Linked DNA regions of Triticum aestivum: region 2 is linked to region 1. A link is a contact called in public Hi-C data. All regions are on one chromosome and are shown on one strand. The core of a region is the stretch at or near the end of the contact, and the rest is flanking DNA. Distances in the headings are between cores, read along the strand shown. Region 1 holds the start of LOC123102480 (serine/arginine-rich SC35-like splicing factor SCL30). Region 2 has its middle 31 kb from the start of LOC123102482.

Region 1 (3,828 bases), core at 1,035-3,534:
CGCGCGTAGCCTCCTACTGGATTGATATTTTGGTTCTCAAAAACTGAGGAAAATACTTACGCTAATTTGCTGCATCATCCCTTCCTCTTCGGAGAAAACCAACGCGGTGCTCAAGAGGTAGCAGCCTCACGAGGCTGGCCCCTCGTGAGGGTCTTGAGTTGTCGATACTGAAGGTGGGCCGTACCAGGCCGTCGATGAAGCCACGCCGTGGGCCACATGTAGGCAAGTCTGGGTGCCCCCATTCCTAGAACGCCTACAGTTACCGATTCTACAGCAGGGCCAAGCTAAAAGAACCAACCCGCAACGCAGATCCAAATTATATCTTGAATGTCAAAAGCGTTTTTATTGAAAACAACCCGAAAGGATCTATGAAACACAAACAAATTGCTATAGCTGACGTGGTTGTACCTACCAGTCGTTACTGATTCTAAAGCAGCGCCAAGCTTAAAGAACCAACCCGCAACGCAGTTCCAAATTATATCTTGAATGTCAAAAGCATTTTTATTGGAAAAAACGAAGGGATCTATGAAACACAAACAAATAGCTAATTTGCGAATAAAATTTTAAAACTAAAATATTTTTGAAAATCAGGATTTTTTTAAACAGGAACATTTTTTGAAATTTCAAGACAGAATTTGAAAACGCAAACATATTTTGAAAAATGTGAAAACAAGAACATTTTTTGAAATTTACGAACACAAATTTGAAATTGAACAATTTCAAAACTCCTGAAAAAATGAAAACATGCACATTTTTGAAATTTCGCACAATTTTTGGAAACGGGAACATGCTTTGAACTGCCCGAACATTTTTTAAAATTTGTGAACACAAATTTGAAACTGAACAATTTCGAAACTCCTGAAAAAATGAAAACATGCACATTTTTGAAATTTTCGCACAATTTTTGGAAACGGGAACATGCTTTGAACTGCCCGAACATTTTTTAAAATTTGTGAACACAAATTTGAAACCGAACAATTTCGAAACTCCTGAAAGAATGAAAATGTGCACAACTTTGAAATTTGTGAATAATTTTTTAAAATGGGAACATGATTTGAATCGCCCGAACATTTTCTGAAATTTGCGAATAAAAATTTGAAACTCAAAAATGAAAACGTGCACATTTTTTGAATTTTTTCTGAACAATTTTTAAAAATGCTAACATTTTTTAAATTTTCTAAGCATTTTATAATTCATGAACAAAATTTTAAAAAACGAACACTTTTTAAATTTCAAGCAAATTTTAAAACATGAATATATTTTAATTTTTTGGACAAAATTTGAAAAGGAGAACATATTTCTTAAACCGAACATTTTTTAGTTTTGGAACACATTTTTTAAAAGACAAACACTTTTCCAAAAATATGCGAACAATTTGTGAAATTCTGAACTTTTATGAAATTTTTGAACAAAAATTTGAAAACAGGAACATTTTCTGAAAAACAACAAAATCTGAAATTGTCACTTTTTAGAAAATTCTGAAACATTCATTGAAAATAGAAAACAAATTCAAAAAGAAAAGTACAAGAAGAAAGAAAGAAAAGACAGGAAAAGGAAAAGAGAAATAATGAAAAAGGAAGGAACATTAAAAAATAAAAACGAGAAAGAAATATAAAAAGGAAAAATTGGTTCAGGAACCTTCTGGAAGGTTCCCAAAATCGGAAAAACCCGGCTACAAACATTCATAGAAGTCCCAAAACCGGTATAGTTTCAAAAATTGTTCCTGTTAAAATTTATTCACACATACAAAAAAATTCATGTTTTCAAAATTTGTTCGCAAATTCAAAATTTTGTTCGCTTTCTCAAATTTTGTTTATGAGTTTGAAAAAACGTTCCTCTTTAAAAAAATGTTATTATTTTAGAAATCTGTTCACGTTTAAAATCTTTTTTTAGAATTTAAAACCTTGTTCACAGATTCAATAAAATTCCGTTTTTTTTTAAAAAATTGAGTTTTCAAAAATTTCTTCACGGATTTGAAAAGTGTTAGCATTTCTGAAAATATTCCTTTTTTGAAAAATGTTCATGTTCGAAATTTTAAAAGTTTCATATTTGCCGCTGTCTTTAGTTCTTATAGTCTCGCGATAGTATGGTGTCAAGATCGATTAGCTCCTTTGGCTAGAAACGCTCGCACAGGTGCGCGAGATCCTGAGGTCGAACCCTGCCGGCCCAGTCGCGCTTGCCCTTGTGCGTCTCGTCTCTGTTTGACAAAAACTGGTAGCCAGTGGTACAGTAAACAAGTGGAGTGAACGACCACAGGCCCAAATCCTCTAAGGCCCATATAACCCGGCCAGCCATCTATCTCTATCGCGCCTTCCCCACCGGCATCGACCTGTCTGCCCTCATTTCGGTTTCCCCCATTCCCCTTCGCACCCCCGCGGCGGCGGAGCCTTCCCGGGCGCTCACCGGACACGCGCAGTAATCTCTCCCTCCCTCCCTCTCCCTGCACCCCCTCCTCGTCTCAGCATCCTCGCGAGCAATATTCGTATGTGCATGTTTGCTCGGCCGCTTGCGCGGTCTTTCCTCCGCAAACCCTAGAAGTCGTCGGCGTGCGTGTAGATCCGCGCGGGCTTCGGAAACGTTTGCCCAGCGCTTAAATGCTTCTCTCCAGCCACGTCACCGTGCCAATCTTGAGCTTCCTCTGACCTGAGATGACCGTCGAAATCTGGTGTTTGACGGCGCCTTGGTGCCTTTGGCGTCAAAACTGCTGTCTTTGGCATGCTACCCTTGTGAATGTAGACACCATGCTTTATGCCAACCCGTGAGTCGTTTAGTCCAATCCAATGGCGTAGTTATATCTTCAGATAGATTGTGTCGAGAATGGTGATATGTGTATGCTGACAAATTGCATCTCCTATGTTTGTTGAATAACATTTCGCTGTCGCATATGTGAACTGTTGGTGGAATGTTTGTAGCTTTCAGACTTATCTGATGAACTGCGCAGAATATGTCAAGGTGGATTCAGTGTTGGATTTTGCAAATTTTGATTTTGGATTTATTATATTACATGCCTTGTCACACACTACATGGTTGTGCTAGAGGACTGCTTTCGTTGTGATTGCATTAACCCAATGATATGTTCATTGGACTTTGTCTTTTGTGGGTGGTAAGGTTGAGGAAGTCCAAAATAGCAGATTTTACAGGTTTTCTTATCCAAAATTTCTGGTGCCAGTAAACATGATTTTTTGATAAACCATCCTTGCTGATAAATCCGCTAGTTTTTCTTATTTGTTTCTATCCATCTCCATGTCCTGGACATTTCCTGTACTTATCTATAATATTGAATTATTGATTACAGACAACACTATGAGGAGGTACAGCCCCCCACACCGTAGTCCCCCGAGGAGGGGATATGGTGGCAGCCCCGCGCATCGTAGTCCCCCAAGGAGGGGATATGGTGGCAGCCCCCCGCACCGCAGCCCCCCAAAGAGGGGATATGGTGGCAGAGGAAGAAGCCCCCCTAGGAGGGGTGGATATGGAGGACGAAAGGAGCAGGGTTCTGGAAGTCTCTTGGTCCGCAACATCCCATTAAGCGCCAGGTGCATAGGCTTTGACATGGATGCCACTTGTTTTCTTTTTCCTCACTTAACAAACAATACTTCATTTTACAATTTCTTGACTTGTTTAACGTGGTTATCTCAACCCTGGCAGAGCGGAGGATCTCCGTGTTCCTTTTGAAAGGTTTGGTCCTGTTAGGGATGTTTACCTTCCAAAGGATTATTACAGCGGGTAAGTTTTAGTAAGTCAAATTGGTTAGCAGTTGCCAAACTATTTTATTTTGGCTCTTTTGTTATTAACCATGGGAAATGTACCAAGTTTGAACCCATGCAA
Region 2 (4,346 bases), core at 606-3,105, 390 kb after region 1:
GGTAAAGATTGTCGCCAATGCGGAGGACTCCAAGATGGTGACCTTGAATATCAACTCTTTGTCGATGTTATAATTATCATGCAATCCATCTGCTACCATATGCTGGAGCGGCAGAAAGATGAGTTGGCGGCGGCGGAAGATGAGGACGCGGGAGGCGGAGGTGGACGCGGACGCGGAGGCTGCCTACGCGGCGGCGACGACATCTCCTTGATCGGGAAGCATCTTATTGGGATGGTCGGTCCGGCTGGGCAAAAATGCAAGGACTGTCAGACTGATGTTCTTTTGGATTCAGGCATGTAAAAACTAAGCATACTTGCCTACTTTTGATTGTGATTAGGGATGCAATCCGACGCGTTGTGTAGACCAACGTTGATTTGAATTTGAATTTGCTGGCGGATAGAATGCGGCTACGGTTGGATGGTGTTCTTCTGCATCCGTGTCCACGGACTGATGACCAGTCCTCTGTATGCGGGAGAAAATTTGTGGGCTGTTGTTGAAGATCCCTTACCCCGTAATAAAAATACTTTTACGAGCAAACTAATCCCGCAGTTTTACTGTTGAGCCGGAAGATGAACGGAAAAGTCAACTGAGGAGAAGAAACGGCCAACGTCGTAAAGATAAACGAACGGGCATGGGCATGTCAAATCAAAACAAATTCAATTGGGCTCCTACTCTACGTAGTACGTACTGGCACGAGCCAGTAGCATAAATAGCCTGCCTTTATCCCAGCCTATCACTTGCTGCCATCTCCCTCCTACCAGTAAGGAGTAGGAGTAGCTCTCTCCCAATCCATGGTGGAGCAGAGCAAGGTATCCCATCCGCATTTGCGCCGGAGCCACCACCAACGTGCACGTAAAAAAAAGCGCGCGGTAAAAGGGCGCCGACGGGTGGAGCCGAAGGTGTCGCCGTGAGCTCTCGTGTGTGTACTGGCGACCGTTCCGTCCTTTTCCTCTCCGATGGCCGGGCTGAGGGGCTGAAAGGGAATTCCGAGTGGCCGGCGGAGGGGGGTGTGGACGGACCAGGACTGGATCGTCGTACGTACCTTGCGCCCGATCGAGTCAAGTTTTAACTCTTCGTTTTGAATCAAGCACGCACGCGCGCGCACAGGGATTAGATAGTATCCATGAATGCGCGTACACGTACACGTACAGTGTACAGAGGTCGACGGATTAGATATGAAGATGAGGGCTCACTGAGTAGGGCGAGAGGGTGCCTGCCGCTGCCAGCCATGGAGCCACCCATTTGATCGATCGGTCACTAGCTAGCGTGTTTCTCTCGGCACCCGGCCCCGCACGCACGCTCTGTCCACAGTGTGTCCACTGCGTACAGACCATATAATGCACTACGTACGTGCAGTAGTAGTACGTGGTAGTAAATACCCTTCACCAATGGACACCACACCTTGGCCGGCCCAATAGTAGAAACTCGCCTTCCTAGTCTTACCTTCCATTTGAAGCTAACCCACGCCGACACAGCGAATCAATTAATTACAGATTACTGTATAGGGGACATCGTAGAAGCCCTCGTATTATCTCCGTATTGGTTTATTAGTCCTCATTGTATCTTGTGATTTATAAAATAAAGAAAAACTAAAGTGTTGTACTGCAAGAGAGCAATGGAGTACCCGCAGGCGTCAGAGCGCATCACTCACGGTTGGCGGTTGTATATGTACATATAGACAAACAGTACAACTCACGTGTTAAGTGCTACTACTATACACTACAGACTACACACACGCACTGTACTGCATACGTACGTGCACCACGTCGACACGCGCACATACATACATACATACATACATACATACATACGGTATGCAGTGTACGCACGCGGCGCGGGCACACGTCATCGACTCGAGCGACGACGCGGCCAGCCAGTGGGCGCGGGGCCCTAGCAGCAGAGCAATAGCTCTAGGCTCTAGCTGTGGAGTCTGGTGCCTGGCTTGCGTGTTCCATGGCGTCTTCCTCCGACCTTCGCCTGCGGCGCGCGTGGGTAGCTCTTTCCGCCCCGGCGTCTGCCCCGCGCTCTGCCTCTGGGCGCCTTGTGATGCTCGGCCCTAAATGCTGCCATGTTTAGCAAAACCCCTTCTTCTCGTACGCACCCCACCCACGTAGGGTTTCGCTCGCGCGCTCTGATCGAGGCGCTTCGAGGCGTTACGCCGGTGGCCCGGCCCGGAGTGAATTCTCCGGCTGCGCGCGGGGGATCGCGATCTGGGTGGGGGAGGGAGCGGGGGCGATCTTCTTCCAGCGTGCGCAGATACGCTGCCGCAAGCGCCGGCCTCTGCGGTTCCTCGATCGGCCGGCCGGCCCTGCGGCTACCCTTGCCATTACGGTCGTGGCTCCTAGCCTGCAGAGCTGTGCGTGCCTACCTCTCCTCGCCCACAAATGGCTACGCGCCATCAATTTGGGGCCGTTTGCAACATGGGAGTGGTAATCTCCCATGCAGGGTACGTGGATTCTAGTGCTTTGTTCATTGGTTTGATGGTGGTTATTGCGGTCAAAGCATCGATGGATTAGGGTTTATAGTAAAAGAGCCAATTAAAGAAGTACACCCATGGCTAGAAGATTGACTCCTAATCATACTGGCAAGACAACTAGACAAGATGAATTATTTGCAGTACTATACACGGGGAAGAAAGCAGTATGCGTATACAAGTAGTCGAATCAAGGTTGCGTTTCCATGCATCTTCCCGCCGGCCGGTGACCACAGAGACACACCGAGTACAGCATCTTCCTGGCACTCTCTACCTGTAAACATGAGTACATGCGGCTCATTTGGAACTTGCTAAGTAGGAGAGCTATAGCAAGCACTCGTACGCCCGCTACAGTGCGTAGAGGGAGAGCGCGGGGCCAAGGCGAGGTCAGGGGTGAGGTCCCATCAATAATACAGGAGGCCCTATGCATGCTTGCAACAGCGCTGTCTATAGCTAGAGATCCCATCATTGTTTTGTCACCACCCAATGGGACCAACGGTTGCGCATATACGCATGCATGGCCAACCTAGCTCCATGATTCGGCGGATCCAAGCTTTTGCCATTCCTCAATCATGCATGTAAAACCATCTTGAATTTTTTGGTGCGATATTTGTTTGCTTCGTAGGGACCCTTCCAACACATGCTTTGCACTCTCTCCTTTTTATTTAGTCCGTGTATTAGCTTTGATCAAAATCAAGCTTTGTAAACTTTGACGAATTTATAAGCAAAAATATTAACACATACAATAACAAATCAATGCCATTACATTCATTATTGAATGTATTTTGACATCATATAGATTTGTTATGATAAATGTTTATATCTTTTTCTATGAATTTGGTCAAATTTTATGAAGTTTGACTTCAGTCAAACTTGACATGCAGAGGAAATAAAAACAGAGTGAGTACATATTTTTGTTTCGGTCTTGCCCGGTTATGTCTCAATCGATACTATATTCATAACATCATACATTGAGATCCGTGTAATTTTTCTTTCTTTCTTACATATTGTAGCATTTTGATTGGGACTTGGTTAAATCTCAATCCACTAAGACCTAGCCATACCGTTTTGTTTAGATAAACTGTCAACATCAACCGAAAATTCAGTCGACATGAATTCTTACTCTCATCTTTTCTCTCTTTAATAACGACCGCTCGAATCCATGCAATCCCTATGCATACAACCAACAGCATTTGCTTCTTTTCAGTTGACACAGTCGGTCTCCTCCATCAAAAGTATACCAGCATTAAACAACGAAAAGAGGGTCTCCTGCTTTTGGTCAGGTGATCTTGATTTGTGCTCCATGGAAATGGATCCACTTTAACGATGCCTGGTAGTGATCCTAAAATCTGCCTCAAAAGTGCGTTACAAGGTCACGCAGAGACGCACCGAGCACGCTGCTCCACGGGAACCCTTTTCTCTTCTCTTTTCCTCCACAGCGTTTACTGCTAGGCAACAAGCACATACATGTCGCTGCCATGACACGACGCCACGGGCGCATGCACTGCATGAGATGCCCCCACCCCCACCCCCGCGTCCCCGGAACCGCACGTACCTGCATTTAGACTTTGTTCTTTATGCAACAAATCTAATCGAATTTATATACTTTTTCTAATGATCGGATCCATTTTGGTCAAGCTAAGTTTCTATATTTTTTTCTTTTACATATTTGTGCACCAATGTGTAAAAAACACGTCGTGCAATTAACTCCGAGGATCTGTACGGAATTCTGTTTTTGTTTCTCCGCATGATTATTTTTTTTGGTCGATGTGCTCTGCGGCCGCAGTATATGCATGGGTTTGAGGCACAGTGGAGGAGCCAGTTTTGGGGGCATCGCACAGCCAATTTCCTCAAGGAAAAGTTCCTAACACAG

Evidence for each region. A called contact is a pair of places that touch in the nucleus more often than the background predicts.
Region 2: a contact with region 1 is called in a Hi-C map of leaf, with 6 times the contacts expected there. The contact joins the enhancer-like site here to the promoter of LOC123102480 in region 1. A contact is called at or near these places in 4 of 5 Hi-C or Micro-C datasets (leaf and an unstated tissue).

The regions. Positions count from the first base shown.
Region 1 is chr5A:99,738,713-99,742,540 of IWGSC CS RefSeq v2.1, forward strand. It overlaps LOC123102480 (serine/arginine-rich SC35-like splicing factor SCL30), which reads left to right and starts at 2,285. Exons shown (of 8, transcript XM_044523855.1): 1 at 2,285-2,415; 2 at 3,296-3,536; 3 at 3,649-3,726. The coding sequence starts at 3,304.
Region 2 is chr5A:100,127,931-100,132,276 of IWGSC CS RefSeq v2.1, forward strand. No RefSeq gene overlaps it. Among protein-coding and RNA genes, the nearest start is that of LOC123102482, 31 kb to the right of the region's middle. Within about 2 kb of position 1,856, at least 6 of the 8 cell types and tissues checked have an H3K27ac peak or open chromatin away from gene starts, as enhancers often do. A contact at or near this core is called in leaf, where this site is marked.